Linked DNA regions of Mus musculus: all the other regions are linked to region 6. Evidence: chromatin contacts called from public ChIA-PET, Hi-C and HiChIP or PLAC-seq data. All regions are on one chromosome and are shown on one strand. Each heading gives the region's core, a stretch centred on a gene start, on an enhancer-like site or on the middle of the called end of the contact. The rest is flanking DNA. Distances are from core to core; before and after follow the strand shown.

What was found. Hi-C and Micro-C count contacts between places; a contact is called where the count stands out from the background. ChIA-PET counts read pairs in DNA pulled down with a chosen protein or histone mark. HiChIP or PLAC-seq counts read pairs in DNA pulled down with a chosen protein or histone mark.
Region 1: a BATF HiChIP or PLAC-seq map of CD8 T cells shows a contact between it and region 6, with 5 read pairs. The contact joins two enhancer-like sites. A contact is called at or near these places in 2 of 115 datasets of contacts at active chromatin or transcription factors (CD8 T cells and large pre-B cells).
Region 2: a contact with region 6 is called in a Hi-C map of CD4 T cells, with 3 times the contacts expected there. The contact joins two enhancer-like sites. A contact is called at or near these places in 3 of 484 Hi-C or Micro-C datasets (CD4 T cells, CD8 T cells and cerebellum) and 2 of 115 datasets of contacts at active chromatin or transcription factors (large pre-B cells and memory CD8 T cells).
Region 3: a contact with region 6 is called in an RNA polymerase II ChIA-PET map of memory CD8 T cells, with 552 read pairs. The contact joins the promoter of Pde3b here to the enhancer-like site in region 6. A contact is called at or near these places in 3 of 484 Hi-C or Micro-C datasets (CD4 T cells, CD8 T cells and embryonic stem cells) and 5 of 115 datasets of contacts at active chromatin or transcription factors (embryonic limb bud, embryonic stem cells, large pre-B cells and 2 more).
Region 4: a Hi-C map of CD8 T cells shows a contact between it and region 6, with 2.5 times the contacts expected there. The contact joins the promoter of Cyp2r1 here to the enhancer-like site in region 6. A contact is called at or near these places in 2 of 15 datasets of contacts at CTCF or cohesin (CD8 T cells and large pre-B cells), 3 of 484 Hi-C or Micro-C datasets (CD4 T cells, CD8 T cells and uterus), 2 of 115 datasets of contacts at active chromatin or transcription factors (cardiomyocytes and large pre-B cells) and 2 of 9 other capture datasets (adipose tissue and liver).
Region 5: a BATF HiChIP or PLAC-seq map of CD8 T cells shows a contact between it and region 6, with 6 read pairs. The contact joins two enhancer-like sites. A contact is called at or near these places in 1 of 15 datasets of contacts at CTCF or cohesin (large pre-B cells), 13 of 484 Hi-C or Micro-C datasets (B cells, the Ba/F3 cell line, CD4 T cells and 6 more) and 3 of 115 datasets of contacts at active chromatin or transcription factors (CD8 T cells, bone marrow-derived dendritic cells and large pre-B cells).

Annotation. Positions count from the first base shown.
Region 1 is chr7:114,438,619-114,442,373 of GRCm38.p6, reverse strand. All of the region lies in intron 1 of Pde3b (phosphodiesterase 3B, cGMP-inhibited), which reads right to left. Among named protein-coding and RNA genes, the nearest start is that of Pde3b, 25 kb to the right of the region's middle. Within about 2 kb of position 2,438, at least 26 of the 459 cell types and tissues checked have an H3K27ac peak or open chromatin away from gene starts, as enhancers often do. A contact at or near this core is called in CD8 T cells, where this site is marked.
Region 2 is chr7:114,524,737-114,528,390 of GRCm38.p6, reverse strand. It overlaps Pde3b (phosphodiesterase 3B, cGMP-inhibited), which reads right to left. Exons shown (of 16, transcript NM_011055.2): 12 at 1,411-1,610. Among named protein-coding and RNA genes, the nearest start is that of Cyp2r1, 36 kb to the left of the region's middle. Within about 2 kb of position 1,935, at least 14 of the 459 cell types and tissues checked have an H3K27ac peak or open chromatin away from gene starts, as enhancers often do.
Region 3 is chr7:114,412,981-114,416,654 of GRCm38.p6, reverse strand. It overlaps Pde3b (phosphodiesterase 3B, cGMP-inhibited), which reads right to left and starts at 1,401. Exons shown (of 16, transcript NM_011055.2): 1 at 193-1,401. The coding sequence starts at 1,104. 4933406I18Rik (RIKEN cDNA 4933406I18 gene) reads left to right here and starts at 1,494. Exons shown (of 4, transcript NR_029437.1): 1 at 1,494-1,792.
Region 4 is chr7:114,560,945-114,564,656 of GRCm38.p6, reverse strand. Cyp2r1 (cytochrome P450, family 2, subfamily r, polypeptide 1) reads left to right here and starts at 1,685. Exons shown (of 5, transcript NM_177382.4): 1 at 1,685-1,924. The coding sequence starts at 1,700.
Region 5 is chr7:114,492,535-114,496,145 of GRCm38.p6, reverse strand. It overlaps Pde3b (phosphodiesterase 3B, cGMP-inhibited), which reads right to left. Exons shown (of 16, transcript NM_011055.2): 3 at 1,412-1,660. Among named protein-coding and RNA genes, the nearest start is that of Cyp2r1, 69 kb to the left of the region's middle. Within about 2 kb of position 1,900, at least 23 of the 459 cell types and tissues checked have an H3K27ac peak or open chromatin away from gene starts, as enhancers often do. A contact at or near this core is called in CD8 T cells, Th1 cells and group 2 innate lymphoid cells, where this site is marked.
Region 6 is chr7:114,067,971-114,071,273 of GRCm38.p6, reverse strand. All of the region lies in intron 1 of Rras2 (related RAS viral (r-ras) oncogene 2), which reads left to right. Among named protein-coding and RNA genes, the nearest start is that of Gm51454, 33 kb to the right of the region's middle. Within about 2 kb of position 1,888, at least 89 of the 459 cell types and tissues checked have an H3K27ac peak or open chromatin away from gene starts, as enhancers often do. A contact at or near this core is called in CD8 T cells, Th1 cells, group 2 innate lymphoid cells and 2 more, where this site is marked.

The sequences.
Region 1 (3,755 bases), core at 1,189-3,688, 370 kb before region 6:
CAGTATTTTCTTTTTTATTATTATTTTTATTTTTTCACAGTCCAGTCATTACCTTCCTCCTGGTTCACCCTCCCACAGCTCCTCATCCCATTTCTCCTACCTCCTGCCTCCCCATTCCCTCAGGCCTCAAGTCTCCTGAGGGTTAGGCAGGGCATCTCTCACTGAGGCCAGACCAGGCAGTCCTCTGCTGTATAAATGTCAAGGGGCCTCAGACCAGCTAGTGTATGCTGCCTGGTTGGTGGCTCAGTGACAGGGATCTCAGGGGTCCAGGTTAGTTGAGACTGCTGGTCTTCTTATGGAGCAGTCTTCCTCCTCAGCTTCTTCCAGCCTTTTCCTAATTCAACCACAGGGGTCCCTAACTTCAGTGTGCCATTGATTGGGTGTAAGTATCTGCATCTGTCTCAGTCAACTCCTGTCTGTAAGCACACCATAGCATCAGTAATAGTGTCAGGCCTTGGAGCCTCCCCTTGAGATGGGTCCCAATTTGGGCCAGTCACTGGACCTCCTTTCTCTCAGTCTCTTCTCTATTTTTGTCCCTGCAGTTCTTTTAGACAGGAACAATTCTGAGACAGAGTTTTTGACTGTGGGATGGCAACCCCATCCATCATTCCACTTGATGCCCTGTCTTTCTACTGAAGGTGGACTCTACAAGTTTCCTCTCCCTACTGTTGGGCCTTTCATCTAAGGTCCCACCCCTTTGAGTCCTGAGAGTCTCTCACCTCCCAGGTCTCTGGTACACTCTAGAGGGTCTCTCCACCCCGAAGTGGCATATTTCCATTCATTCTGCTAGCCCTTAGGGCCAACAGTGTTTTCATAATCAAAAATATAAATGCAAAAAAATGGATTTTAAAATTTTATATAATTATAGTATGAACAAAAAAAAATCTAGAAAATGGCATAATCTTCCCAGAGTCTAGCAAGGTAAGACTGCCGACTCTCTCTGGCAAGCCCCTAAGCCCCCATGTAACTTTAGCCCAACATCAAATGTCCTGACCTAGACTATTCAACCCTGCCTGGACTACCCACAACCTCTGGCCTTCCACCAGTACCCTCCTTCCCATGCTGCAACCAACCTCTCAATCCACCCATATCCTTCATATTCTTCACCAATGCCTAGCATAGCAGATCTGCCTGATCCTCCCATCTATGCACCCTCAACACCCAGATCACCCCCAAACTCCAAGATTAGACCTGGATGCATATCCTGCATGACTTCCTAGACCCCTATATCCAACCGACTTCATTCCACCTGAGCTATTTCCAACCTTTAGGCCCAATGTCCAAGGCGCATCCTATATTCTGCCCCAAACTTCTCTGTCCATTATCAGATACAGGATCAACAAAAGAAATGCCTAGATCTCATTGCAAAAATACAAACACTATCAAAGATCAAGATCTCCCCCATCAAATTATTCAGTCATATAGAAATGTTTACCAATGAGACTTATTTAGATGAACCACAAGACAGAGTTTAATGAGTTTAAGAAGACACAAAGTGTTCAATGAACTTCAACAGGAAGAGTGAAAGGCGAGCTAGGAAGAGTTTAGTCCCATTTACTGTAAGAGAATTACATAGGCCAAGAAACTGACAGAAAACCTTATTACTTCAAATTAGGTATATCTAAAAAAGTAAAAAAAAAAGGAAAAAAAAAGAAAGAAAGAAAAAAAAGGACAACATAGGAAATAGAAAGAGGAACTGGAATGACTGCTTCTGGGGAGCAGGACCAGATAATAAAGAAGAACTAGACAGAGGACTGTTAGTTTTCATCTTATATCTTTCAGTGCTGCTTGACTTTTAAAAATGTTTGCATGCTACATTAAAATTTTAAATTATAAAATCCAGCATCAATTTTACATTTAAATTTTTCATATTTTTAAACTTTACTATAAAATAACAAAAAATAGGTATTTATTGCCCACTTTATGCAACTATAAAAGTGCAAAAGAAATATAGTTAAAGCTGTTCATTCATACCCATAATAGGGCTACAAGATGAATAACTCTTCTTATTTTGCAACTGAAATACACAAAATAAAATTTATGGGGTGATTAAATCTCACATATGAAGAAAACTAAGCTCTGTGTGTTTTATAAAACTAATATTAAAAGTACTAATCAGCCAGGTAATGGTGGCTCAAACCTTTAATCCCAGCACTTGGGAGGCAGAGGCAGGAGGGTTTCTGAGTTCGAGGCCAGCCTGGTCTACAGAGTGAGTTCCAGGACAGCCAGGGCTATACAGAGAAACCCTGTCTTGAAAAAAAAATTCTAATCATCACTTTAGTGTAAGCAGTGAACTGGATGGTCCCAGAAATCAGATTTGGGTCTGTTATCAAAATGATGAAACTGATATTAACTGGGGAACACTAAAGAAGCAAAACCAGTACAAGTCCAACTTCTCCCATGGGTGCTACCACAAGTACAACTGAAAACTGACTGTGTACATTTAAGCACTTTTAGTTTCAGTTTCATCTCATTTGTCTTACAACTGACCTTCTGCCCTCTCTGTCGGGTTATCAAAAACTAACTAAAGCAAGATAAAATACAAAAAAGTAAAGCAATGACATATAGACATGCCCAAGAGTAAAATGTATTTTATGTCCAGAGACATTGCTGCAAATAGCTGCCCAAGCTTACTGCCTGGATCTTAGAAATGAGAACATCAAGAAGAAAAACTTCAATTGGAATTTAATTTTTTTCCAGAAAATGTTTTGAGAAAGAATTTTCTTAAATATAAAGAAACTGCCGAGCCTTTTCTACAGAACTGTTCAAAGCATGACATACTTTTTAAAGCAAAGAATTACAGGCACCAGCTCATAAGTCACTTTAAATCCAAATCTTTTCTCATACCTACTTCTTTGATAGTTGATAATAGCATCTCATTGTCCCTGTTTCACTGTCATACTAAAAGAAAATCAACCAACTTTTTATATCTTCTGGCTTTAAAATAATTTCTAGAGCAAATGTTTCTAATCCCAAAGTACCGAACCTCTGAAACTAAACTTGTCATTCAAAACAAATAATTATAACTATTAACTAAATCTTTCTAATCCTAACTAATAACCTCGATAAACATTCGGATCCACACATTATAACCTACTAGACCTACAGAAGAATAAAAGAACCATGATCTTTACTGCAAGAATTGCAAGGAAGGAAAGAACTAGAATTCCATCTTAAGGTGACCACAGGTAATACCTAGGCCTTTAAATTAACAGTATCACAATTAGTGGAGATTTATAAATTTAGTTAGAATTTTTTAACATGCAAGCTTATTTTTAAATATGTAATGCTACCCTTGTCAGGGAAGTTACCCTGACATAGCATTATCACAAGCTCAAGAAAACAAACTAAAATTCTAATATTTTAAAACAAACCTCTTTCAATTCAAAAGCATCATCGTTGCTAACATTATTCTCATAGGCTTCCCTAAATAACACTTATGATTTTAAAATGAGGAGCTACTGCAAAGAGAGCCAGACTTTCTAATAAAGTCAACTGGAAATGAGACAAACTCAGTGATGCTTTCATATGAAGCAAATAAGATCAAACCATCGGCACAGTATAAATTGTAATCACAGAGCAGCATTAAGACCTAAACTATGGCCTGCAAAGTCATACAGGAGCCAAATAACTAGAGTAACTCATGAGTAATTAATTGTCTGAAAACTAGATTTAAAATAATAATAATCACCAAACAAGAAACAGCTTCTCAAATATTTGGTGTCACTTAACTAAAGGGAAAGATGGTTCCATGA
Region 2 (3,654 bases), core at 686-3,185, 460 kb before region 6:
ATAAGCTTCTATCTTCATTCACACACCTCAGGAACAAGTGGGCAACCAGAAATTAAATACAAACCTCCTGGCATCAGATCTAGTGCTTTTTTCAAAGAATTGTGATTTGCCAGTAAGTCAATCAAAGTGATGTGGAGGTTAGAATATCCTCTAAATTTGTAGAATGATACTACAAATATGTAACCTTGGGCAGGTAGTGTCTCTCTCTCTCTCTCTCTCTCTCTCTCTCTCTCTCTCTCTCTCTCTCTCTCTCTCTCTCTCTCTCCCTCTCTCTCTCTCTCTCTTCCCCCCCCCCGTGTGTGTGTGTGTACGTGTGTCTTTGTCTCTCTAACACACACTTTATCTTCTGTATTTTTAACAGTTGACATGATTGAACAAGACAGATAAAAAGAGGAACAGAAAATGGCTACAAATGATAAATGGAACTAAATTTAAGACAGAATACTAAAAGTGAAGACAGATGAATTCATCACAAATAATAACATTGGTTACTCTTTATGATGTTGATTACTGGTTATATGTTGGTTAGAAACATATATACAACATTGCAGCAATCTACAACACAAATACCTCAAACCACATTAAATTCTTCTAAAAACCATGTTTAGTTCCAAGTTCTCATGTTTAAAGTTATGGCAGTTACAGTATTCATGTTGGGAATTCATACTACTTTATTTAGACTGTGATCTGACCCTAAAAGAGTTTGGTACTTGATCAGCTATATTCCCTCCATATAAAATACTATACCAAAATAAATTGTTGTCTATCTTCTTACTACATTTGTATTTACTTATTTGTTTATGTGAGATGAGGATACATCTGCATGCCATGGCACATGTGTGGAGGTCTGAGGACAGCTTGACGTAACTGGTTTTCTCTTTCTATCAAGCCAGCCCCAGAGATTAAACTCAGGTTGTCATGCTTGGAGGGAGGTACTTTCACCTGGTAAGGCATCTCATCACCCCCAAGAAAGAAATTGTTAGTGCACTAATATGTTCATAGCTAAGGAACAGAAGGTAAAGATATTAAGATAAATCATAGGAGAAAAATGGAAAGAACAAACCATTAAGGCTCTCCTTAGTTATTACAACTTTTAGCCACACTATGGACCCAATCAGAAAGAACAATGATCTAACCAGAGCTTTATCAATTTGTTAGAAGACAAAAATATTTCAATCAAGATATAGAATTCATGAAACATGGAGTTATAAACTATTCTTTTTTATAGCTGAAGAAACTAATTTTTCAAAATCCTCTTAGCATTCATCATCATGTGCTTTCACCAATTAATTATAATGAAGAGTTTACTGAAAACATGACTCACAAGAAAGACAGATTATAGAGTGATATGCAATCGGTTATAAAAATTTTTTGGAACTATTCTTAAGCTTCTGAAAAATTCTTTCCTACCTGAGGTGCATTTGTAGCCACTAGAAACGCATTTGTTCTTCCTGGGTGATCGTAATCGTGCATGGCAGCTGCCACATACAAAGCCATCAATTCTAATGCAGGGATGTTTGAAGATAGGCAGCCATAACTCATATCTGGAATACAGCAACTCTTCGAAGAAATGTAAGCAATCTGTCCAGAACCAAGTCTACCATCTGAATCTGTGTGGCAATAAATAGTAAACAAACATTAGCATTTAACTTCCTGTCAATTATGCTAAGGATAGAATTTCTCATAAGTAGTATCAGTATTAATTTATTGAAATTAAATAGACTCAAAGGATTTAAATACTTTCCCATTGTTTATCTTGCAGGACATTAGAGAATTCTGACACCAGATTGATGCTTTCTTGCTAGGACTAATAAATACCTGAAAACCCTAAGTTTATAATTTTCTAAACATTTGTTCTTAAGGGCTAAACATAGTAGTCATACAAAATTCTAGCACCAAGAAGAGGAAGTAGACAAAGCCCTGCCCGTAACCAGGAAGCTACTGTAACTGAAACTTCCTGGGAAAGGGAAAGTCAGCTTTCTCCAGTGGAGTATAAAATTAGGTATACCATAAGTCACACTCCAGGACAGGCCCTATACCCAAGGGTAGTTAACTAAAACACAGACTCTGTATTTTGGGGGATGTGTTTGTGTGTGGTATCTTGTTACCTTTTCTCTAATTTTCTTTTTTCAAAGTTTGATGTGATTTTATTTTTGTTGTTATTTTTTCTTGTTTTTTGAGAGCCAGACAGACAGAAGGAACAAGTAGTTGGGTAGGTATTAAGGTGAGGAGGGTCTGGGAGAAAGTAGGGGAGGGGAAAGAATATGATCAAAATATACTGAATGAAAAAATTTAAGTATGTATAGTAGATATAGAAAAGGATCTAAATGAATAAAACTAGGGGATTAAAATCTGATTTAAAAACAATATGAACATGAGGGAATTTGAGGTATCACCAAACAAAGCTCTTTCATAGAGATGCTACTTTTCAAAACTCATCCGAAGAAATGTTTCATTTCTTGCATTGACTACAATTTCTCTTTCTCTTCTTCTTCCTCCTATGAGGCTCTTTACAATGGAACAGAACAAAAAGCACGAACACACAAAGGCCTGAAACAGAACTACTTCATACTACTTCTCTGTTTCCTCCTGATAGAAACAGTGTGTTTTCCCCTGTCTGTGACTCTGGTCCCTAACACCTCATTACCTGCTTCTGTGTCTTTATATTAGCTAAGACTAAATGGTCAAGCTATCATTGCTGCTAAAGGGATTGGAAGAAATTCCAGAATGTAAAAGGTATTATAGTAAGCAGCACATAAAATACAAGATAAGAGATAAAAGATGTCCTCAGTTGTGTTCATCAGTTAGAAATAGGCCTTGTCAAAGGCCAAATGATTTCTTAATCATAATTTGAGTCAATATATCACAAGAATTTTAACATGACTTTAATGCATGAATGATAATTTAATTTTAAAATGTTCATTATTTCCATACTGTTTATGTTTTCAATATATATTGAGTTTTCAAAAACTGTACGCTTAACACTCCTTACAACAGTAATTATGTAATTATGTAGGCAAACTGCTACTAGCAAGACTTTAATTATTAATATCAGGTCAATACCTTGAACATTTTCCTGTGTTATAGCTACCATGGATTCCCCCTTAAATTATAAACTAAATTTTAAAAATAAAAATAGCAAAATATATCCCTATTAAACTAAAAAACGTAGTTGAGACTGGGATGCAGACCTATACATGTCAGCATTTTAAGTTCAAGGACCATCTGGAGTACATGAGATATTGTGTTAAAATAAACAAAAGCAACAACAAAAATGTAGAAAGTGAAACAAAACAAAAACTCAGTAACTACTTAAAGCTTAGACAGAAGGCTCTTGATAACAGCAGTACATATAAATTTGACAGAAACCTAACATTAAAAAGGCAATGATTTACAAATTTTTCTGCAGATTCAACACTGTATATAATCAAAATCCAAGCTCGCTTTTTGAGCATAAAAATGTAAACTGAATATATAATTAATGTATAAATACAAGAGACTGAATGGCCAAAATCACCTCAAAGGAAAAAAAATAGAACATTGCAACACTGAGAACTCATACTTCCTAATTTCAAAGCATATTACACAGCTCAAGTGATAAAGACATGGTTCTATTATAGAGAGAAACACAAATAAATGAAATAAAACTGAAAG
Region 3 (3,674 bases), core at 152-2,651, 350 kb before region 6:
CGAGCCCCTCATACTGGGGCAGCCTTTCCAGCGCAGACCACAGGTTGCTGCCCCTTGCTTTCCTCTGAGCGAGCCCACGCGCTTTCGCAGCTGCGCTCCTGCGCCGGGGACACGCAAGCGGTCCACCCGCGCTCCGCTTTCTCCTCCACCCCGCGCTCCTCTTCCCAGACCATGCCCGCCCAAGAACCCTACCTGTTCTCGGGAAATACAAGGCAACGACGGTCTCCTGAACATCTTGCCACTGCCATAGTAACCGGCTGCGCTTTCTCCCAGCGACACGCAGCTGGACCTCCTCCGGGGTCTGATCACAGGCACTTTTTCCTCCGCGGTACTCGCCGAGCGCGGCGGAGGGGAGGCTCCCCGGACGTGAAAGAAGTGGTCCAAGCCCAGGGCTAGCAGGCATCCCGCGCCCCCGACCAGGCACGACAGCAGAGGCCTGAGCGCGGGCGGCAGAGCCCCGAGGCCGGAGAAGGACACCCACCACACCAGGCCGGCGAAGAGCAGCACCAGGACGCCGTGCCGCAGCCTCACGCGGGGCGCGAGCGTCAGCAGCCCCACGCAGCTCAGCACCAGGCAGAGCCGGCCCGCCGCCGCCGGCTCCCCACGCAGCCACGACCACCACTGCCACGCCGCGAAGTCGCCCAGGTAGCAGCAGGCGGGCAGCGCCAGCAGCCACCAGGAGCCGGCGCCGCGGCCCGGGCCGCGCTGCGCGCGCGTCAGGAAACAGGTGAGGAAGAAGAAGGCACAGGCGATGCTGAAGAGCGGGCTGAGGCTGAGCGAGCAGGCGCTCAGCAGCGTCCGGAGCCCGGCTGCCGCGGCCGCCCAGCGCTCGGGCCTCGCGCCCAGCAGCGCGGCCAGGACAAAGGCGGCCAGGACGCCGAGCGAGAGGCGTGCCCCGGCGCGGAGCGAGGCCGCCGGCGGCTCCACGTTGCAGAAGCGGCAGAGGTGGAAGAAGAAGCTGCGCGGAGGGTCCTGCCGCAGCGGGCTCACGCAGCTCTTCACGTAGCCGTTGCGCAGGCTCTCGGGGGGCGAGGCGGCCGAGGCTGGCGGCGGCGGCGGGGACCTCATGGCTGGCGCGTCCCGCTCGCGCTCGTCTTTCCTCATGGCCCCGGGCCGCCGGGGGGCCGCTGGCGCTTGCCGACCCCGCGCCGCCCTCCGCGTTCTGGGCGCCCCGAGCTTCGCAGAGCGGTCACGGCTGCGCCCGCCGCCGCCACCGGCCGGGATCCCCGGCGCGCGGGCTGAGGGGCGGCGGCGTCCGCCTCATGCCGGCCACTGAGAGCGGCGAGAAGGGCTTCTTGGTGTCCCGGGACCGCCGCGGACGCCTCTTCCCTTTTCCCTCAAGCGCGGCTCGGGACGGGAGACGGCGGCGTCGCCTCCCAGCTCCCGCGCGCTGCAACAGTTACCTCACGGCCGCAGCCTGGTCCGTTGGGCGCGCGATCGGGCGCTCCTCCCCCGCGGCTGCCCCTGCCGGGCGCGCGCCCCGCCGGCGGCCCCGCGCGCTCCCGTAGCTCGGCCGGTCGCCACTGGGGCGGCCGCGGCCCGCGTCAGGATGCGCATCCGGGACCCCGCGGGGGAGCGCGCGCCCACGGCCCGGCTGGTCGCTCCAGTGAGACAGCCGTCGCGTCAGGCTGCCAGACTTGGACCCCTCGGGGAGCGCGCGCGGGCCACCGAGAGCTCCACTGCTGAAGTCGGAACCCCTACCCCCCGGACTGCCACAGAGCGGCGAGCTCTTTGGCAGATGGGAGGGACTGATCACAGTCCTGAGACGCCCCGAAGCACAGTCCCCTTTGAGGTAAGTCACATACAAGACCCACTCAGGTCACTGCGAGGTCTTGGGGAGACATGGACCCCAAGGGCAGTGCCTAGTGAGGTGAGAGCTCATGGTGTGCCCTCAGACTGTGAATGGAGACATGAAGCTGGAGGCTCAGCCAACACTGAGGCCAGACCAGAATGAAGAAACTCAACACTGTCAGTCACATCTGGCTTCCAGGGCAAGGGAGATTTGGGGCCCAGCAGCAGGCCTTGAATCCCTTCAGGGGCTCAAGGGAGGAGGACCCCTGGAGAGTGCACTCTGATAGCGAGCACGTCTTGCTGAAGAACCCTTTTCAGTGAGGCTAAGAACTAATATCCAGTCCTGTGATTAGCATCCTTGCCAGACATGCACTGTTTCACATAGACCTGCTGTCCCAAAGGTTCTTTCCAAGTGAGAGACTTGTTCTGTGCAACGGTGTGTTTTGTGGGGTGTGTTCTTTGGGGAAAGGAGGGAAGGGAGTCCCACAGTCCTAATACCACTATCAACTTGAATGGGGTTGGCCTTGAAAGAAGCCAATTATGTTTTCTGTGAAAGACCTGTGAAACTGGTACACTAGGAAAGACAAAAGTAGAAGTGATATTAGCAAAGACAGACGTAAAGGTTGGAGAAAAGAACTTTGCTGAATGAAAGGGATTGCCCTGGAATCCAACCAGTCATAACTGCCTTAGAAAGTGTAAACTGTTTCCCTCCACTGAAACTCCCTTCAACCTCATGACAGGCCTGCTTTTCTTAAAAAGCTAATTCCACATTTTTCCAGGGAGATGAGAAACCTTACTGTGTGGTAAATCCCACAAACAGACCTATTTTTCACCAATTAATCTAAGCCCATAGCCATGACCTAAAGCAGACCATTTTCATATATAGTCATAATTCACACACATAATAGAAATCACTGAAGAATTAACACAAGAATTTGACAAATGTGGGAAAAGACCAGAATTTCCTTGGCTTTTTTATGTGTTAGATAAAGAAAAAATATTTAATGGAGTGTTCAAATGGTTACCCAAATGTCCTAAATGATAAAAATTCACTGAATCTTTTTTTCCACTAGACATGAAAAGAGGAAACTCATTTTAGCTAAACTCAACAAGTATCTTTTAAATCCTGTACATAAAATCATCACAGACCACACACCCCCCAAACACACACACAGAATCAATTGAAGACTAAATAGGAAACTTGACCTACATATTTTGAGTTCATATAGAAGGGCATGACAAAACAAGCATCACCATTACTAAAATACCATTTTAGGTCATTGTTTTAAAATAAAAACTTATAAAACAAGTTAAAGTTATTGTATTGTTATTTTTAAATCTGAGCTTGTCATCTGAGATAAAATAGACATGTTAATGAAAAGATTAGTGGGCTAGACTATTAGTGGTTTTAAAAAGCTACAGTGTCTGTATGCCAAAACCATAGAGGTATCTTTAGGATTCATTTTTCAAATTGATACAAGCAACTTTTGAATTATTTGTGCACCCCCACAAAGTAACCAAAATTTCATTGTTCATAAATGAAGAGGACTGTACAAAGGATTATTGCCTGGAAAATAGAATTCAAAGCCACTTTTATAAATCTGCTTTGCTTAGCAGTTCTTTAAACATCTTTTAGCTGTTGTCAAGATTTTTGTAGGTCTAAAAGTCTGACTTTCTCAAAAGCCCATAGACAGAACACATCCCTCTGTACACCAACCCAGGGCCTGAGGATTCTGAAATAAAATGTAAGGATTGTGACAAGACAATCAGAAGTTTACTTAACAAAAAGAATGAGCTAGCTATGTTTATAATAACTCCCTTCTCTATTTATAGTCTCTGTCAAAGATTACTAGGCTGCATTTCTTAGAGGGCAAATTAATTAT
Region 4 (3,712 bases), core at 436-2,935, 490 kb before region 6:
TCATTCCACTTTGTATAGGAAAAACAGAATCTTCATGGTGAAACAGTGAAACTCTACCCTTCTAAACACCCCTGTGGTAATAAAAGCTATAGAAAACAGTACTGATCAGAGTCTTTTATTCCAAGAGTAAACTCTGTGAGACAGAATGAAAGGAAGGGTGCAGTGAACGTTGCTGAGCACTAGCAAAATAAATGGCTCAAGAGGAGGCTCAGAGCTTCAGTTATTCATTAGCTCTTACTCTTTAAAGGTCAGTGGGGGAGATGTACATTAGTGCTGTCAATCAGATAGGCTGTACTGGGAGAGTCTGTACTCCCTACTAAGGTAGCAGGGAAAGAAGAAATAATTCCTTAATCAACACAAATTGGAGAGTATTCCTGGAATTGAAATTAATCTGTTTTTAAAATAAACAATGGAAGGGACTCCCTCCTGAATGGAGTACCTGTATTGTACAGCAGCTGCAGCCAAACTAGATACTTCAAGCCTTAAAATGATGTGAGAGAAGAAGGCGGGGCTGATATCAAGTATGTAGCAGGCAATGAACGCTCCTGCTGCTTCACCGTTACTGTTTCCCAAGGGCAACCTCAATATCCATCCTGTGAAACTGAAGGTTTAGTTTAGTAATAACATCTCACCATTATTTTTCTAACCTACTAGGCGATTAATAATAAAGTTAAGGAATATTTCAAGATAAAATATCAAGCATTTTAACAGTAGGTGGGTTGTCTATGGATGGAGATCCTGAAAAACACTGTAGGAACTTTGTTATTCTTTTCCAGCCAAGTATCTTCGATGTATAAGACACATGCACTGTGCAGGCATTCAATAAATAGTAGCATGAATAAAACTTAAGGTAATGAGAACTGGTGAACTTTTGCCAGTGCTGAATCATAATCAGAGGGCAGGTTGTTGGGAGTCTCAAGTCCTGCCGGTCCTGTGTTGCAAGTAATTGCCCAATAGAAAACAGGAATGTGGGCTGAACTAACGACATAAAATCAGTGCCTCTGCCTCAGTAGGAGACAGAGAACCTGAATAGTCAGTGCTATCCCTGAAAAGAGAGGCCTCTGAGATTATAAATAAGAAACCAATGGGGGCTTGGGAGAACAAAGAAGGGTGAAAAGATAGGTGACTAGAACTAATCAGAATCCTCAAAGGGTCCACCGAGAAATGGCTCATAACAAACAGTGAAATTGCAGACAGAGTGAAGCAAAATACAATAAGGTTATTTCCTTTTCCTCTTGATATGTGGACTCGCTAATGGAAGTGCTGGTTATTACCAGACTCGGTTAAAGAATGCAGTTCTAATCTCTTCCCTATCCGTAGACTGAAAATAAACAGACCAGGCAACGTTAGACACTCTTTAAGGACAGACGTCCAGAGAACTAAGATGCACCGAGCCCAGAGAGCGAAGTTCACATGACCAACCTACTGACAACATTCCGGAAAAGGGCCCTAGGGCTCCGTGCCCGTTATGCGGTCCTCACCAAGAGCCAAGCCAAACCCAAAGGTTTACAAACGGACTCTGAGCAAAGCAGATCTGGAGCTGGCTAACCCAAAGGACCCTGAGCCCACACTGAATGAACCAATGGCCGTAGAGATAAGGCGGGCCGTCGAGGCGCCGGGCCAATGGGAGTGCGGCAGGGCTGGTGGGTGCGCCCCTGCCTCCTCGCTCCGGACTGGTTCGTAGCCCAGCCCGGGGCCGATGTTGGAGCTACCGGGAGCCCGGGCGTGCGCTGGGGCGCTCGCGGGCGCTCTCCTGCTGCTGCTCTTCGTGCTGGTGGTCCGCCAGCTGCTGAGGCAGAGGCGACCGGCGGGCTTCCCCCCGGGTCCTCCGCGGCTGCCATTTGTCGGCAACATCTGCTCCCTGGCCTTGTCGGCCGATCTTCCCCACGTCTACATGAGGAAGCAGAGCCGGGTGTATGGCGAGGTAGGCCTCAACGCGGACCTTCCTCTCGTCAGAAGGAACCACTCAAGCGAAGCCGGCTTCGAGGGCCGCGCCTCCTACAGGAAGCCGCCTCACCAATACCACGCCAGAGGCGCTTCGGCTTGAGTTTCCCGCCCACAGATCAGCATGTGCTTCTGCGCTTGCGCTGTGTGGCCTGTACTCTCTGGAGATGCCAGCCCGTAAGCTGCCACTGACAGAAACTTAACGGCCCCGTGGGCCCTGAGCTTGAGGGAAAAATCAAGATGCAGTGAGTTTCTAGGACAGTTAGTGGTCAGTATTGTAGGCTGCTGATTAAACCATGGTTTAAAAGATTTAACGCTAAAAATTAAAATTGCCCTTTAATTTTCTGAATCCTCAATTTTCCTCATCAGAGTAATTAGAATGATACCCAAAAGCAGTAAGAAGCTACCCAACTGTATTGCCTACTATATATGATTTTGGTTACTATGTGTGAAAAATATCTTCATTTAGTAGTGTTAGGGATTGACTGTAGGGTTTGGCAAGTTAAGTGTTTACCACTGAAACACACAGCCAATATAATAGAAATGTATTATGCCTCCAAATCTAAAATTATCTTTAAACCAGTTGATTTGAAATGGTTTCTCATTGAATAGGAAATTAAAAATTTTTACATAAATATTTGAACTGAAAGGAATTATTTACTATGAATATTCATATAGGACAAGTAATGTAAGTCTGTTCGTTAAGATAAAATTAAAATTAAGTGTTTGGAAGACTGTCATTAAGGAATAGGTTGATTGGATTCAATTGATTAGAATTTGGCGTAAATAATTTTGTTTCTGGTACACTGAGGAAACTGCATTGTTTACAGTGATGACCACTTACTGCACATCAGATAAGCCTGACCTGTGTTGATAGCTTCAAAGTTGCAAGGAGCAAAACTGAAAAGGATATATGTATTTCAGAGTAAACATTGTATTGCAAGGCTTAATAACCACCAAACATTAACTCTTTATAAACTACTGCTGCATTTGATCTTTATTCTAGCTATAAAACAACCCTGAAGATTTCCATTATCTTAGAGATATTTCCCAATTTTTGACAGTTTCAAAATTAGTATAAATTGTTAAAATACGAACCATTTTTTGTAGAGTAGAAGGAGACTGTTATTTCAGAAAGGTTATAGGAAGCAGTTCATAGAAGTTTTTTTTTTTTCTTTTTTTGACTTTTTTCTTTTTTTCCTTTTTTTTTATTATTATCATTCCATTAGTTTACATCTCAAATGATATCCCACTTTCCAGTTACCCCCTCCACCAACACCTCATCCCATGTTATCCCATTCCTGGTTACTTCACTGCCACCACCACCCCCTCCACATCTGTCCTCCCCACTCCTTTTTGCCTGTATGAGAGTGCTCTCCCACCCATCCACACTTTCCTGCCCCACTGCTCCAGCATCCCCCAACTCTGGGGCATCAAACTTCCCTGGGACCAAGGGCCTCCCTTCCTATTGCTGTCAGGCAAGGCCATCGTCTGCTACAAATGTATCTGAAGCCATGGATCCCTCCAGGTACACTCCTTAGTTGGAAGTCTAGACTCTGGGAGAACTGGGTGGTCAGGCCAGCCTATGTTGTTCTTCAAATGGGATTGCAATCCCCCTGAGCTCCTCCAGTCCTTCTGCCAGCTCCCCCACCAGGTTCCCTGAGTTCAGTCTGATAGTTGGCTCCAAGCATCCACATCTGTATTGGTCAGTTGCTGGCCAGACCGCCCCAGGAACTGCCACACTTAGTTTCTTTCCACAAGTGCCCCT
Region 5 (3,611 bases), core at 651-3,150, 420 kb before region 6:
GGAAATGAGTTATTTAGACATTCTGCTTAATTAATATTGCGTTTAAAATGTTTTTTTAAATATACAAGAAAACTTTTCTACACACTAAGGTAAAGCTCTCAATGGGTCTTTTCTGACTAGAATATTATTGTTTTCTTGTTTAAAGTTTTGGGGCAAAGTCTTAGCATGTAACCCAGTGCTCAGTCCCCACCTCCCCAGTGCTGCAGTTACAGGAGGACGCCGCTACACCCGCTAATGATCACAATTTTCAAGAATTACTCTCTTCAAAAATCACTACCTTAGACTAATAAATGTCAGTGGGAAAGGAAAAGGAAAAAGAAAACTCATGACTAGCTTGAGAATTGGTGCTTGTAATTATGTGGTGTACTAAAAAGTCACATAAATCAATACCAGTGTGAAATGAACTCTAGTGAATATGGGCACTACTTGCTAGATTTTATGAAAGTAGAAGCATCGATTAACTATCTATGACCCAGATGATCAATAGTTTTAAAGTCTGTAACTGTCCTTGCTTTATTTTTCAACATTTATAAACCCAAATATTGAGACCTGACAAAATCAAATTAACTCAAAAATTCCATATTTTCCTTTTCTAGGTTCTGTATAAACTAGCACAATTTTAAAAAATAAGTTATTTGAATTTTATATTTCCTTGGTTAGTTCTAAACAACTGAACTACAGTAATCCTTAAAATATTTTTAGCTTTAAAGCTGTATAATTTTAGATATTGGCGAGGTGTCACAATTCAACAATAGATAACAGCACAATAAACAAGCATAATGTGTACCAAGTTAATATATTCTATATGTATTAATTTCTAAAGTAAATCTTATTTTTAAGTACCAAGACAAAATTAATTCCATATCTAATTATGGAAAAACCTATGTTCCCTGAGCTATAAAAATGCCAGGAAGTAAAGACAATCAGGGTTTTGAATCTGTAAAAATCATTAAGTAATAGTAATACAAATCATTAAGTAATATTATTATAATGGCCATTTGCTCTTGGTTCAACCAATGTAATTACAGGACTCTATAAATGAAAAGAGATTAATGATATGATCTCTTTTATATAAACCTAGACTTAAGTTCCTTGCTGCTATCTACTTCTTACTATAATGATATCATATAGTTCTTAGCATATAAACTGCAACTGCTAAATATAACATTGATACTTAAAATAAAAATTGCTAGAAGCATGATATTTCCTCAGCCCTGGGAAGAAATGACTGAAAAGTGAGTACAGAATTACTTTCATTCATAACTGTCTATAAAGCTCCAGCAGCATGATACAAAAGAAGCTGATCTTTGGAAAAGAAAGAGTGTATTATATAACATATAGAGAGGAATGCTTTAATGAAGACAAATCATTAAATGAGATAAATAAGGCTGGATGATTACTGTGTTTTAACCTTGTGAAGTTTTCGATCTCCTTTCTCAACTGGATCTTCTACTTCAGAGCAGGGATAAAATCCAGGAAATGGTGTAAAAGAATTAATCTTTGGCCTACAGGAACCTGAGAAAGCACCCATCAAGCTACTGATACTCCGCAGAGAAGAAATGACTTGTGGGGGAAGGCTTGGGTCAATCAGCAGGTCTGACACCATATTGCGAGCTTCATTTAGCACTGAAAGATCAACTCCATTTCCACCTCCAGAATTCTAAAAAACAAACAAAACAAAAAAAAAGAGGAAAAAATATGTATTTGTTACACAGAGAGTTTAACACTAAAAAAGTCTTCTGCAGGTGGCAGGCCTTAGACTAAGATGCCGTACAACGTGTGCACCTTATTGTCTTTCCAGAGGATAATGTTCTGTGGTTACCTTGCTTCTGCAGTTCAGTCCAAAGGGGTTGGAGAAGAAAGCACTTGGGCTACTTCCTTTGCGTCATGTCTATCTTCCGCCTTAGCTATGAGTCTTTGCCCTGTCATGCTCTGAACACTTGGTTGTGCTGTGTCGCCTTGAATGGATGCTATAGTATTTAATTCAGCTTTTCTAGTTTTAGGCCAAGAGTTGGTCTGATGCTAACTTGTCTCTCTTACTGAAAATAATGTGAGAGTAACACTGTTTTCCACAGAGAACTGGTTGAAATACTATCCTCCTACATATCAGAACTAAATAAAGATGTGAGCTCATGTAATTTCAATAAAACTAAGTATTAAGCATCTCTGAAATTATTCTGTAAGAATGATCAGAGATGGCCTAAGAGAGATTGGGAATGTCAATTCTTCAGTATGAGAAAAGGCATCAGGTTGTACATTTATGAGCTGTGTCCTTCTAGAAATGAATGCTACACTTTGATAAGGGCAGAGATGCCTAATATCACACACAAGCTTGTCAACAAGCCCATTCTGCCCTTACTACTTATTTATCTTTAGACTTTGCCAGTAATTTAGATTCTCTTTTAACTGGAAACTGGGGATCTTTGTGGATATGAATGATAACAAAATCCATTACAGTAGCTACTCAAGGAAATATTCCATTTCAAGTCAGGTGTGGCCTACTCCCTGATTTTATCTGACTACTGTGGTAGCATAAAAGTCCAGAGGACATTTTCATTTTAGGGGTAATTGTGGCTACTGCACATACTGTTTAAAAATAAAATTTAGTCTCTAGGAGCCCCCAAAGGTCCAGGTTAGGTGACTGTTGGTCTCCCTGTGGAGTCCCTGTCCTATTCAGGTCCCTCAATCCTTCCCTCAGCTCTTCCATAAGACTCCGTAAGCTCCATCTAATGTTTTGCTGTGGGCCTCTGCATCTCTTTTTATTGGCTGCTGGGTGAAGCCTCTGAGAACAGTTATGATAGGCTCTTGTCTGCAAGCACAGCAGAGTAACATTAATAGTGTCAGGAATTGGTTCTTACCCATGGGAAAAGTGAGCATGGGCTGGACCTAGGGCCCCTGCAGATATGTAACAGATGCGCAGCTTGGTCTTCATGCTGGTCCCCCAACAACTGTAGCAGGGGCTGTCCCTGAATTTGTTGTCTGCCTGCCTGTGCATCCTGTTCCCCTAATTGGACTACCTTATCTAGCTTCAGTGGGAGAGGATGTGCCTAATACTACAATGACGATGTGCCACAAAGGGGTGCAGGGGAGGTGTAGCATGTGAGGAGATGAGGAGGGAGGAATGTGGGGAGGATCTGAGTGAAGTCTGAGAGGAGGCTGCTATTGGGATATAAACTAATTAATCAATTAATTAATTTAAAAAGAAAGTGGAACTACAACTATCATGGGAATAAAGGGAACTACTGGAAGGGAAAGGGGAGGATTATGGGAAGGGAAATATGTCCAATATACAGTATTACACAGCATGATATAAACATGTAAACATCTTATTAAAGAAAATTAATCAATAAATATTTGTGTCATGAAAAAAAACAAAAACAAAAACTCAGGGGTTAGAGTGATGACTCAGCAGTTAAAAGTACTTGCTGCTCTTCCAGAGGACCTGGCTTCATTTCCCAGTACCCACATGGTGGCTCCCAACCTTCTGTAACTCTAGACATCCTCTTCTTGTCTTTGAAACATGCACATGGTGCTCAGGCATATATATAGTCATAACACACAAAATAATAAAATAAAATAAAAACATTTAAATAGAAAATAAAAATCATCCA
Region 6 (3,303 bases), core at 639-3,138:
TCTGTTTAATTTTATTGAAGTCCCAAAGATGGAGAATAAAGCTTGTGGTGCCCCATTCTCCTCATTCCAAGGACATCGCACGCTTAGGTCACACTCATCTCCAAGGAAGTGTTCAAAGTTCAGGGTTCTAATAAGAAAGCTTGCAGAGAGCTGCGATGTGTTCTAGGTGCCTTCTTTCCATTTCTAGGGAGTACACGAGAGACTTCTTCCGTGTGTGTGTGCATTTGTGTGTGTGCATGCGTGCACATGTGCATGTGCGTTTGTGTGTGTGTGTCTCCCAGTTCTCTCTTGAGGCCAAGAAGAGGGTGTCGGATCCCCTAGAGTACTGGTTCTCAACCTTCCTAATGCTGTGGCTGACCCCCAACCCTAAAATTATTTTTGTTGTTACCTCATAACTATAATTTTGTTACTTTTAATGAATCGTAATGTAAATACCAGTGTTTTCCTATAGTCTTAGGTGACCCTGTGAGAAGGTGGTTTGGAGGAACCCCCCCACCCCAAGGTTGAGAACTGCTGCCCTTGGGGTTGTTGGAGTTATACCCCTAGGGGTAGTTGTGAGTCACCAGAGTGACTGAGGATCAAAATCAGACCCGCTGGAAGCTATGGAGTTTTACCACTGAGTCATCTTGGCTCTGACCCTTGGGTTGCCTTTGAAGTTCTCTTTATGTAGGCCAAATGGTGGGACCTCTAGCAGTCCTCTGAGAGCTTGGCCTTGTGGGTGCACACGCTGATCAGGCTGGGAATCTGCAGATCCATAGTGCAAGAGGGTGGAGTGGAGGGAACGGAAGAAGCTGCAAGGTGAGCTGCCTGGATGTCCTGACTGCTGGGTGGAGCCCACACAAAGCCACCTATACAGGGACGCCACGCACTGATGGCTAACTGACAGATGACGACTTGCACCAGGAGGGACCCATGAAAGCCTCTTTGATTCAGGGTTGAGAGTTGTAAGTAGGTTTCTCTAGAGCCTGAGAATTTTATGTCACACACCCCATTCTAGGGACTCTCCCAGGAAACCCACAGGCATTCATGAGAAAGAACATCAAAGTTGATTGGTGTGGTCTTTGACTCTATGCTCTCCTTCAGTTCCTACCCAGGAGCCAGAGATAATGTTGGTGTGGAGCAGGAGAGATGCATAATAAAGGACAGTGCTGCCTTGGCCACCCGTGTTTTACTGAGGCGGGGCTGGGTGGGGGGTTGCCAGGTGAGTGCCGGCAAATATGATCGAGACACCGGAAGAGGTGCATTGAATGTTGAAATTAGAAAGTTCCTGAAAACCACTTGAAGAAGATACTAGTTACAGAGTGAAGACAATGTGTGCTCTCTTGGATTCTGTTCAGGAGCAAGGAGCAACTTGTAGAAGGGCCTAGGGAGAAGTTTACATGTAAAGCCCAGCGGGGTTATTTATTTATACATGTCCCACGTGCACATTTGTGAAAAGGGGAAGTGAGGTAACAAGAGAGACACTGAGTTTTACTCAGTCTACCTCATGGCTCTGAAAACGGGTAAACAGGTAGGTGTTAATTACATGCTAATTATATATATACACATATATATATACACATACATACATACATACATACACACACACACACACACACACACACACATATAATCAGATATGCCCCATTACTCTCCTTCTACTGACTCTATTTCTCTTCCTACCTAGTCCCTCTTTATTTGCCTGTAGATTTTATTTTTATGACTCAGTGAGTTTCATTAGGTTGTTTACAGGATCCTAGGTGAGAAAGTAAGATTTTTTTTTTTTGAAGGTTAAGAGCCTTCTTTGTGGGCATGGCTGGAACCTTGCACCTTGTGCACTCTAGGCAAGCGCTTTACCACAGAGCTGCCCCGTCAGCCCCAGGGGAAGAGGCTGGCATGGGAACATGTGATCATTTTCCCGTGAGAGTGTGGGGTATATGCACTGTAATTTAATAGGCCTACTGTGTGTCATGTGTTGTGCTCTGTACACGTGCCCCCCCCTCCCCCCAAGGCAGTGAGGTTTTTTGTTTGTTTTTTTTCTGTCTCATAGGCAAGGAAGCTGAGGTTCAGACGCACACGAGCTGTGTGGTTTCCTACATGGAGGACAAACAGAGCTAATTTACCCTCAGTCTCTTTCTGCTTCTCTCCGCTGCCTACACACACACACACACACACACACACACACACACACACACACACGGGACAGAGGTGGGGAAACTCAGCCAGCGTGTCCCACACTGGGTGGGGAGAATAGAGGACATGGTGGTCACTCGAGACTGGCAGCCTGATTCCCAGGGGCAACGGTGTGGACTTCTGTTCCTTGGAAGAGGGAATGGGTCCTTGCACCTCTTATCTAGGAGGTTATCTTCCTTCTTGCCACATTTAAAGTAGACTTTGGGTTATGCCTACCTTATCCTTTTTAAAAGCAAGATTTATTTATGTATTTTCCGGGCCTGAACGCTTTGCTATCCGTGTGTATGGGCGCTGCATTTGTCCCTGGTGCTTCAGGAGGACAGACTTTTGATCCCTTGGAACAAGAGTTACAGATGGTTGTGAGCCACCACCACGTGGGTGCTGCAAACTGAACGCTGGTCCTCTGCAAGAGTAGCAAGTGCTCTTACCTGCTCAGCCACCTCTTCCGCCCTTGCAGAGTTATTCAGTTCGCCTAAGGGCTCAGGCATCTGTCCAGCGTGGCTTCTGGACTTGACTTTCAATCCCCTGACTGCATAATCATGCATCGTCTCGCCTTGCTGCCTGCAGCCAGCCTTTATAAATCCTCTAATCAAGAAACCAAGCAGCTACCAAATCTCAGGTTCTGCTCTATTTTGTCATAGGGAAATGTAAAACTTGTTCTGTGGGTAAAAGTGTCTGTAGGGCCATGCTGAATTTCAGTGTTCAGGGTAGGCTCTTAAGGACTTTGCATCTAGACTGTTTCAGAATCCCCTCCCAAGAGAACTGGGCAGGACCTCAAGAAGATGACAGGGGTGTGGGTTTATAAATCTTGCCTTTTCTCATATTTTTGGAAATATTCTTCCTTATTTTATAGGCCAATAGAAAATTTGGTATTCAGTGAATTTTTATTAAATAATAATTCTTAGGCTCTGATGACCTTATTAGCATTGGGTCTGAATTTAAACCGTAGTCTTCCTGCTTGTTTATTGAGTGGCCTTGAAGAAGTAGTGCAGTTCTCTGATGTAAAAATGTTTGTAAAAGGGGGGAATCTGTTGGAGGGTCCTTGTGAGGATAAATGAGAAAATCTACTGAGTAATAAGCAAGGCAGATGCGCAGCCGCACTGCCTGCAGGTCTTGCCTGGCCTGTGATTT